Regions from separate parts of the Zea mays genome. Here region 1 is linked to region 2. A link is a contact called in public Hi-C data. All regions are on one chromosome and are shown on one strand. Each heading gives the region's core, a stretch centred on a gene start, on an enhancer-like site or on the middle of the called end of the contact. The rest is flanking DNA. Distances are from core to core; before and after follow the strand shown. Region 1 has its middle 51 kb from the start of LOC100191563. Region 2 has its middle 16 kb from the start of LOC109942325.

Region 1 (4,256 bases), core at 470-2,969, 200 kb after region 2:
ATTTTTTCAAGGGAAGTTGTCCTATCATATTTAGCACATGAACGAATAGTATTACAAAAAAATAAAATACCATAGGTAATCATATTAAATGAGATAGTATATCCCTTTATCATGTGGTGATCTTCATCACCAAGTCCCGTTTGTGGTTGTTACATTTAGGCCATAGCATTCATAACATTCCATGCAAAATCAAGTTATGCGGAGAACCGAATACTACCACATTGTGTAAAAAGGGATTGTGCATACAATTTATGCCTTGTACACAAACAACGAATCCAATGCCTCTATTTTAACGTTAATCATATTGGTAATCGCGTGAGATACAACGATAATAGTACATCCAACTCAGATTTGTTGTCTTTCATAAACGGAAAGATTCATGTGCTGATAGCCTTGATGATGATTCTAGTTGATAGGGGTAGGTTATCTAAGTGGCCAGGAGGAAAAAAGAAATGGTATTATGTTTTGTTAGTGATTTCATCTAGTAGGGAGAAATGAGTTGTGCGATTATACCGACAACATCCTCATATGTTACAATCTATACTACAACCAAAGCAAAAGAAGATCCAATCTACTAGGCATATCGCCTATATGCAAATACCATCCATATCAAAAGTTGTGCATGACTTAGCTCTGATACAACTAAAAGAAAACGTGTACACTATACACTAGCATATCTACCATGTTCAAGTTAGCATATGAGTAGAGGACCCTGGATTGTTACTACTAGACACGCAGCACAGCGGAACAAGAAGGCATCGATGTATAGAAGTAGTTGAATGTCCTCGTGTACCAGTAGCCGCAGCACATTCACTCGTGCTCCTCAAATCAATCTCTAATCAACAATACCGCAACAATTGCAACATCTTTATTATATCCATATATACGAAGAGGAAACATCGTGAGGTCGGTGTGCTAGTACCGTGTGCGTAGCGAGAAATTGTCAAGATACCTTAAACACCCGCAATATTAGTGAGAGAGACAACTACGGCTAAAATGATTCTCGACCTCTTCCTATATATAGGAGATGTTTGGTTTGAAGAATCAATCCATTCTAGATCGATGAGATGGTGCATCATGAGTCCATTCCATATATTTGGTGGAATGAACTCATTCCTTATATTATTACTAATTATTAACCAATGATAAATGAAATGGTGATGAATCAATTTATTATATTCCTCAAACCAAACAAGAAAGTGAGAAGATGATGGACTACCTCGTTGCTCAAACCAAACAAACTAACAGTTTTTTTTGCTAATAGGCTTTTAACTTAAAAAATTATTAGGGCATATATTAAGAATGCTGGTGCTCCAGCACGTGGTATCAAACGATTGACTGCTAGGTTCAGAAACAGGTCCTAGAGTATGCATGAGTCATGCTGACGTGGCTCTACGCTAGGCATCTATATAGATCTTGCTGCGCCTCGTTTGCCACTGGATTGAGATAAGAGTACGATTAAACCGTGCTGGAAAGACGAAATAGAAGGTCAAGGAAGCTCGCGAGAAATATCTGACGGAACGTCTGAACACGATCGCCTGACAGGACAGGGCGCACATCCTCTTTCTGAAACCTAGAGGCCTCTCAAGAGCCAACAAGTCCAGCCGGCTAGCTGAAGCGTCGAAATTCGAAAAGGCGGGTGATGTCCTCTTGCATGCTGCGACGGCCGGCTGGTGGATGGCCACGCCAGCGGCCGCTCGCGGCTGGATCCCGATGCCTCCAAGACAACACACGCGCACGCACGGCCCCGGGCGCCGCGCGCGCGCCTGGCTATTGGCCGTGCACAAACAGACTCCCGTCGCGCCGGCCGGGCTTATTTCGCCGTGGGCTTTTTATGTGGACGTAGCTGCCGCCTGAGATTCCTCCGCGGCGCCGGCAGCTAGCTAGCTAGCGAGGCGACATGGACGACGCGGCACCGCACGATTGTGCGACGGACGCGCGGGCCAGAGGTGGACTGGCCTTATTGGTCTCCGTACGTCTCCGTCGCTGTAGCTGCCTCGTCGGCACGTCGCCGTCGTGGTGGTGTGATTGTTAATCGATGATACGCGCGGCCTGTCGTGACGGCTTGTTGATTCGATGGATCCAACGGGCAAAGGATCAAGATAGTTTCGGCGAGAAACGGAACGGGGTGAACACACTGAACTCATCGTCGATTCGTCGTCTTGGATCCTCAGTACAGCTGCCTTATCCGCAGCACAGAATCCTTATCTGCGCTTTCTTGCATGGTTTGCATTTCGTTCTGGTTCACTCACTCTGCACGGTCGTAATTAATTGCCCGCTTTACATCTGAATGAGAGCTTAACTCCATTCACAATGATCGCAACAACTCCTCACTTTAACCTCAACACAAGTGTTCTATCAGTATCACTCAATTGGATATATAGCTATCTTTAAGCACACAACTGATGTGACCATACCAATATTGTCAACCTTGCCGACCATTCTTATTGAACCTATCACTCGAAGCCAAACAAAAACGATAAAATAAAAGGTGCATGCGTTACTTTATTAATTTTAATTAAACACTAATAAGAACTTTATGCTACCTAAGTCGTGTATGTTGATATTGCTTAAGTCAGTCAGTCCGACGCGACAGAATCGTCCAGAAGAAACAGTCATATCTTTTGATCTCCAAAAGATATGAATGCCTATAAGTACTTTTTGGAAAGATCTTGAAGTCTAGTTTCCAATGCTTTTGAGGCCGACTTAATCAAATCTACCAGCAAGGTGGCTGACCTATGGTCAGAAGGTCAACAGTCTGCTTGATGACCAAGTTTAAGTATTAAACTGCATCATTCTACGAAGTTTCATGAGGCATGCTATAAATGGTGATAAAGCTTATCAAGTCAGCTTTCCAACGCATGCAGCCCCACGCCATTTGGAGACTCCTAGAAGAAGTTATTATCAAAATATTGAAGGTTGCGCAGAAGTCAAACAACCATGCAGAATTCAGCTCTGGAGATCTTACGAAGAGGCCCCTTCACATTAGCACGTTAAATATTTTCTTTTCGTGTTTATACCTATCTAAGGTGGTTGTTGCTAGTATAAATACCCCCTATGTCTATGATGTAAAACAACTTTTGATAACCTTTGATGATTTGATAATCCAAGTGATTAGCGCAGCCGAGATGCTGAGTGCTTACTCTACCCTTGTTCTTCCTTGTTCTTCCTAGATTTGTGAAGAGAATCCTCTGGGATCCACTAGTTTGTGCCTCTCGAGTTCCAGTATGGCTGCCTCACATTGTGTGGCTTAGTTCTGGTTGTGCTTCTGCGGCCGTTTGGAGATCGAGTCGAAGTCTACATGGTTTTGGTGTCTCTCTCCCTGTCGCTTGGTCACCTCCGACCTTGATCAGGTATAAAGTCAATTACCCACTATTCTTCAACAAATTTACCCTGTTATTATGTTACCTTTATAGCCAACTATCCTATTTATCGACCTACTGCCGTGAAGATCGGGGCACCCTAGTGCCGAATATAACTCGGTACCTATCATCGGGTATCAAAGCTTTCGTTGTCACAATAGGTCTTACTATCATCCATATATCTATCCTAGTGTTCATCTGTCTTATATTTTGTTTTGTCCTATAGTCCAAAGCCACACAAAAAACCTATAGCCCTTTGGCGGTACTGTTACCTTGTGTCATTTGTGCTCCTCAAGTTGCTAGTTACCACCATCGTATTCATATTGTTTCATTGCATTTGATCTCTGCACCCCATTAGTGTTATAAAAAAGAGAGAAAGAGAAAAAAAGAAGAGAAATAAGTCAAAAAGGAAGTGAAAAGAAAAATTGAAAGGGGATTGTGTTGCAATGTGTTGCTGAGTATACATTGATTCAGTGATAATCTTTCTAGCAACAATATCATATCTTTTTAGCACATCAACACACTTGGTTAACAGTACCATATCCCACCTTGTCCAGCCTCCTATAGATCCACTAAAAATCTGAACCGGGACATTCGACTTGTGATCCTTTCGACTGCTCTACCACCTCTGTCGAAGCTGTCACACTGGCACCATCATGGTCCTAGAGACTAGGAAAGATCTTGGGTAAGTAAGAGGTGAGATCAAGTGTTCTACAAATACTTTCATATTCTACTTTCTCTTGCTTCCCTCTAACATGATAGGATCTAATTCGAGTGTTCACGCTGGAAACCATGGAGACGGAGAGCCCCCTGTCTCTCAGGCTGAATTGCATCACATGACAAGAGGTCGAAGGCTACATCATCGTGATCCAGAAGAATTTTACCGAGAAGAAT
Region 2 (4,272 bases), core at 1,724-4,223:
CAGGAACTCGCCAGCTTCGGGAAACTCCAACGGCTAGTCCGCTATAATTCACCGGACATGTCCGGTGTGCACCGGACTGTCCGGTGCAACTCCGGAGCAACGGCTATCTCCGCGCCAACGGCTACCTGCGGCGCATTAATTGCGCGCGCAGCGCGCGCAGAAGGCAGGCGTGCCCATACTGGCACACCGGACAGTAAACAGTACGTGTCCGGTGTGCACCGGACACCCAGGCGGGCCCACAAGTCAGAAGCTCCAACGGTCAGAATCCAACGGCAGTGATGACGTGGCGGGGGCACCGGACTGTCCGGTGTGCACCGGACTGTCCGGTGTGCACCGGACTGTCCGGTGCGCCATCGAACAGACAGCCTCCCAACGGCCACTTTTGGTGGTTGGGGCTATAAATACCCCAACCATCCCACCATTCATTGCATCCAAGTTTTCCACTTCCCAACTACTACAAGAGCTCTAGCATTTAATTCTAGACACACCAAAGAGATCAAATCCTCTCTAAATTCCACACAACGCCATAGTGACTAGAGAGAGTGATTTGCTTGTGTTCTTTCGAGCTCTTGCGCTTGGATTGCTTTCTTCTTTCTTGATTCTTTCATTGCGAACAAACTCACTTGTAATTGAGGCAAGAGACACCAATCTTGTGGTGGTCCTTGTGGGAACTTTGTGTTCCAAGTGATTGAGAAGAGAAAGCTCACTCGATCCGAGGGATCGTTTGAGAGAGGGAAGGGTTGAAAGAGACCCGGCCTTTGTGGCCTCCTCAACGGGGAGTAGGTTTGCAAGAACCGAACCTCGGTAAAACAAATCCGTGTGTCTCACTTGTTTATTCACTTGCGATTTGTTTTGCATCCTCTCTCGCGGACTCATTTCTTTATTACTAACGCTAACCCGGCTTGTAGTTGTGTTTATATTTGTAAATTTCAGTTTCGCCTTATTCACCCCCCCTCTAGGCGACTATCACATGCTGGTGACCAGTTTCTAAGGCTTTCAGACGAAGCCAGTCACAGCTCAGGCCTTGTTCTAGTGTACCACAGGAGAGGACCAGGAGGAGTAGCGTGGTCAGGCTTCGCCATGTTACTCGGTTTTCTCCATTAGTTATTTCCGCTGCACTAAAAACTATTGTTACTGCTTTTGAAACTCCGATAATGTAATCACTATTGATATTTCTTAAATTTGTGGTATTATGCTTTATTGTATTTCTCTGTGCCTCACCTTCGCGTGAGCTAGTGGTATTCGATCCTGGATAAGTGGCTTTATCGGACTAGATCCGAGGGACTGACGGGTTATTTCGATTTAAGTGTGTTGCTGACTTTAAGGGTGCGACTTAGGCGCTTAAGCTGGAATAATCTGTGTGGTTCTGCCACAGATGCTTCCATACTTTGGACCTATGAGACTGCCACATGTCTCACATGAGTTGATTTTTCTAATTATTAATTCATAAGTATAGATATAAAAGGCTTCATCACTTTAATGCTAAAGTCGATGGAGAAATGGCTAAAATCCAAGTAAAGGTTAAATAATGAATACATTCAAAAAGTGCATGTCCCAGGTTGTGGACAATCTGGCCCTCGAAGTCAAACGATTCGATAAAGAATAGAAAGAGACACGAGGCTCAGCCTCTATTGTGGACAGTCCGGCCTAAGGCTGGACGGTTCGGTCCTCCCTTAGAGTCTGGCCTCTAAGACTGTCTCCAGCAACGTCCTCTATATATATCCTCTATATCTATCATTTACAGTCTTCTCTAAAAAATTTCATCTCCTATATCTACTTTCTCTCCAACAACGTCCTCTAAATCACGTCCTCTATATATAAATACTTATATTAAAGACATTTTTAATTTTTTAATTTTTGTACATACGTATTTGTCATACTCTTAAATATATTGTACATATTTTAGTTTTATTAAACCGGTTGTTTAAAGTATTCAAATAGATAAAGACCATTTAGAGAAACTCTACATATAGAGGATCCAACAGCGTTCTCTAAATTTAGAGGATCGTTTAGAGAACGTTGCTGGAGATAATAAAGAACGTCCTCATCCTCTAAATTTAAAGTAGATGACTCTTTAAAGCTCCTAACGACGAACAGTCCAGCTACTGACAGAAAGTGTCACGACCCACATTAAAATGAATCAGTAAACGCTCTCGCTACCCTCGGATCCAACATCGACGGATCACAAGCTTTCGCGCCGAATCGTTACGATGACCGAATCCCCGCCATTCATTCAGAATTGACGGTCACAAGACCACACACGATACGATCTAATCGCAACCATTGATCACGAAATGCGCGGCTCAGGGACCTTCTTCCTCCACCCGAGCCCAGGCCGGCGGCGCAGTTAGCCCGCACGGCGGCGCACCAACGGCGCGCACCCCATTTCAAGCCTCCGATGCACGAATTCCTAAGATAATGAGCTCTAAACGTAGCGGGGACAATAGAGAACTTGAAGAGGGCTACCTACTCAGAATGATAAAGCGCAGCCGATCGACCACAGCCAGAGGCGGATCCGCGGCGGCTCCCCAACTCCAGCGAGAAATCCGGTTGGCACAGAAGGTACCCGCACCCAACAGCACCCTACCACACGACCCGCACGCACCAGAGAATCGCCTAAGTGGTTTGTTGAGGGCTAGGCGACGGCGTGGACATGGATTGTCTACGGCGGCGTTTCTTCTCTCTCACAGTGCTGACGATGATCTAGAGGTTAGAGTAGTCGGCCACGCCGGCGGAATTACAATGGAGAGGAGGAGGTTGGGCCCCGAGAATACGGCTTTATAGCCATAGGAGAGAGGGAAAGGCGCCCGCACTCACCCGCGTCGAACGTGCGAGCCTCCGGGATCTTCTCGGTTTGTTGCAGTGGAGATCGGGTCGACGAAGGAGGCGGATCTGCCAACGCGGCCACACACGGCGGTGTAACATGGCGCAGGCGTCCGTTAAGGGTTGAGTTGTCCAGTTGGCCCAGGCCACCAGCGGCCGACCAGTGCGCGCAAGCCGAGCAGTGGGAGTGGTTGGTTGGGCCGCGCGACTGGGATTCGGCCCAGCCGAGGTAACGTATTTCTTTCTCTTTTTCTTTTCCTTTCACTTTTATTTTCTATTTCATTTCAAATTCAAATCTAATTTAAGCTTCACATATTTTAATGCACACACTAAAATACAACGTGATACAAAATATATATTTTGTTTTACTATTATTATTCTATTCTTTTAAGCAAATGCTCAAAAACATATAATAAGGAATAATTCACATTATATCCATTTTTAGGAATATATCATTTTTTTGAATGTGTGCTTGAATTAAAAGTTATTCAAACAAATATTATTTAATTAGTTAGGATAATTCTTATATAAAATCTTCACCATGATTTATTTTTTATTCGAGATTATTTTTAAGGAGTGCTCTAGTTATAAATTTACAATAGATAGATTGAAAGTGTTTCCTTTAAGTATTGTTACATAGTTTCAACTTAACTATAGTTTCAAGATTTGGATCAAAGTTTTAAACTACCAAGCTGTTGATATTATTATTTATTTTAGGAGAATTTACTTTGAACAAAAGGAACTCAATTATTAAAGGGTATTTTAACTCAAATATTTCTGGAGGAACTCCTATGAATCCCAAAATGGAATTTTGGGTGCTACATGAGTGCTTTTGTTCGCTCAGGTTCTCCAAAAGGCAGGGGATGTGTTGAGCACAATTTGTGCACTAGGCATGGCCGGACGGTCCGGCCTACGGACGGTCCACGAATAAATCGAATCTAGCGTAACTAATCCTTTTTTCGCGCGAGTTTATCCCTCTAAATCCGCAGTTGCTGTTGGGAGACGCCTAGGAACGGGTCCAGACCTCCTCCTATATATATTAATGGGTACGACCGATTGGAATCACATACAATCGATCAAACAATCAGTATATCTTCTGTTCTTTACATTTTGCCCAAGGAGTAGATAGTAATATAGTTTTCTCCATCTAATCTTCACCTCTCTCGGGCTCTACGTCGTTTAGAGGCGTCTTGGGTGGCATTGCCGATCCCAAGTCAAACCCTAGGATCTCTCCTCCCCGATGGGGTCCCTCCCGGGAACGAGATCCAGGCGCTGTTTGCGAATTTCGTCGCCTCCGCACACTCGCGGACCGTCCGACTTATCTGCAGAGACCCTAGCTCCTACGCCAGGTCACGGACCATCTGGCCTTTGGCCACGGATCGTCTGTGCTACCGCAGAGAGCACCGCCGCCGGTACACATCGCAATGATTGATGTCCAGATCGGCGCCA

The links. Hi-C and Micro-C count contacts between places; a contact is called where the count stands out from the background.
Region 1: a contact with region 2 is called in a Hi-C map of leaf, with 3 times the contacts expected there. The contact joins two enhancer-like sites. A contact is called at or near these places in 2 of 25 Hi-C or Micro-C datasets (both in leaf).

What each region holds. Positions count from the first base shown.
Region 1 is chr9:85,474,897-85,479,152 of Zm-B73-REFERENCE-NAM-5.0, forward strand. No RefSeq gene overlaps it. Among protein-coding and RNA genes, the nearest start is that of LOC100191563, 51 kb to the left of the region's middle. Within about 2 kb of position 1,720, at least 12 of the 20 cell types and tissues checked have an H3K27ac peak or open chromatin away from gene starts, as enhancers often do. A contact at or near this core is called in leaf, where this site is marked.
Region 2 is chr9:85,276,303-85,280,574 of Zm-B73-REFERENCE-NAM-5.0, forward strand. No RefSeq gene overlaps it. Among protein-coding and RNA genes, the nearest start is that of LOC109942325, 16 kb to the left of the region's middle. Within about 2 kb of position 2,974, at least 20 of the 20 cell types and tissues checked have an H3K27ac peak or open chromatin away from gene starts, as enhancers often do. A contact at or near this core is called in leaf, where this site is marked.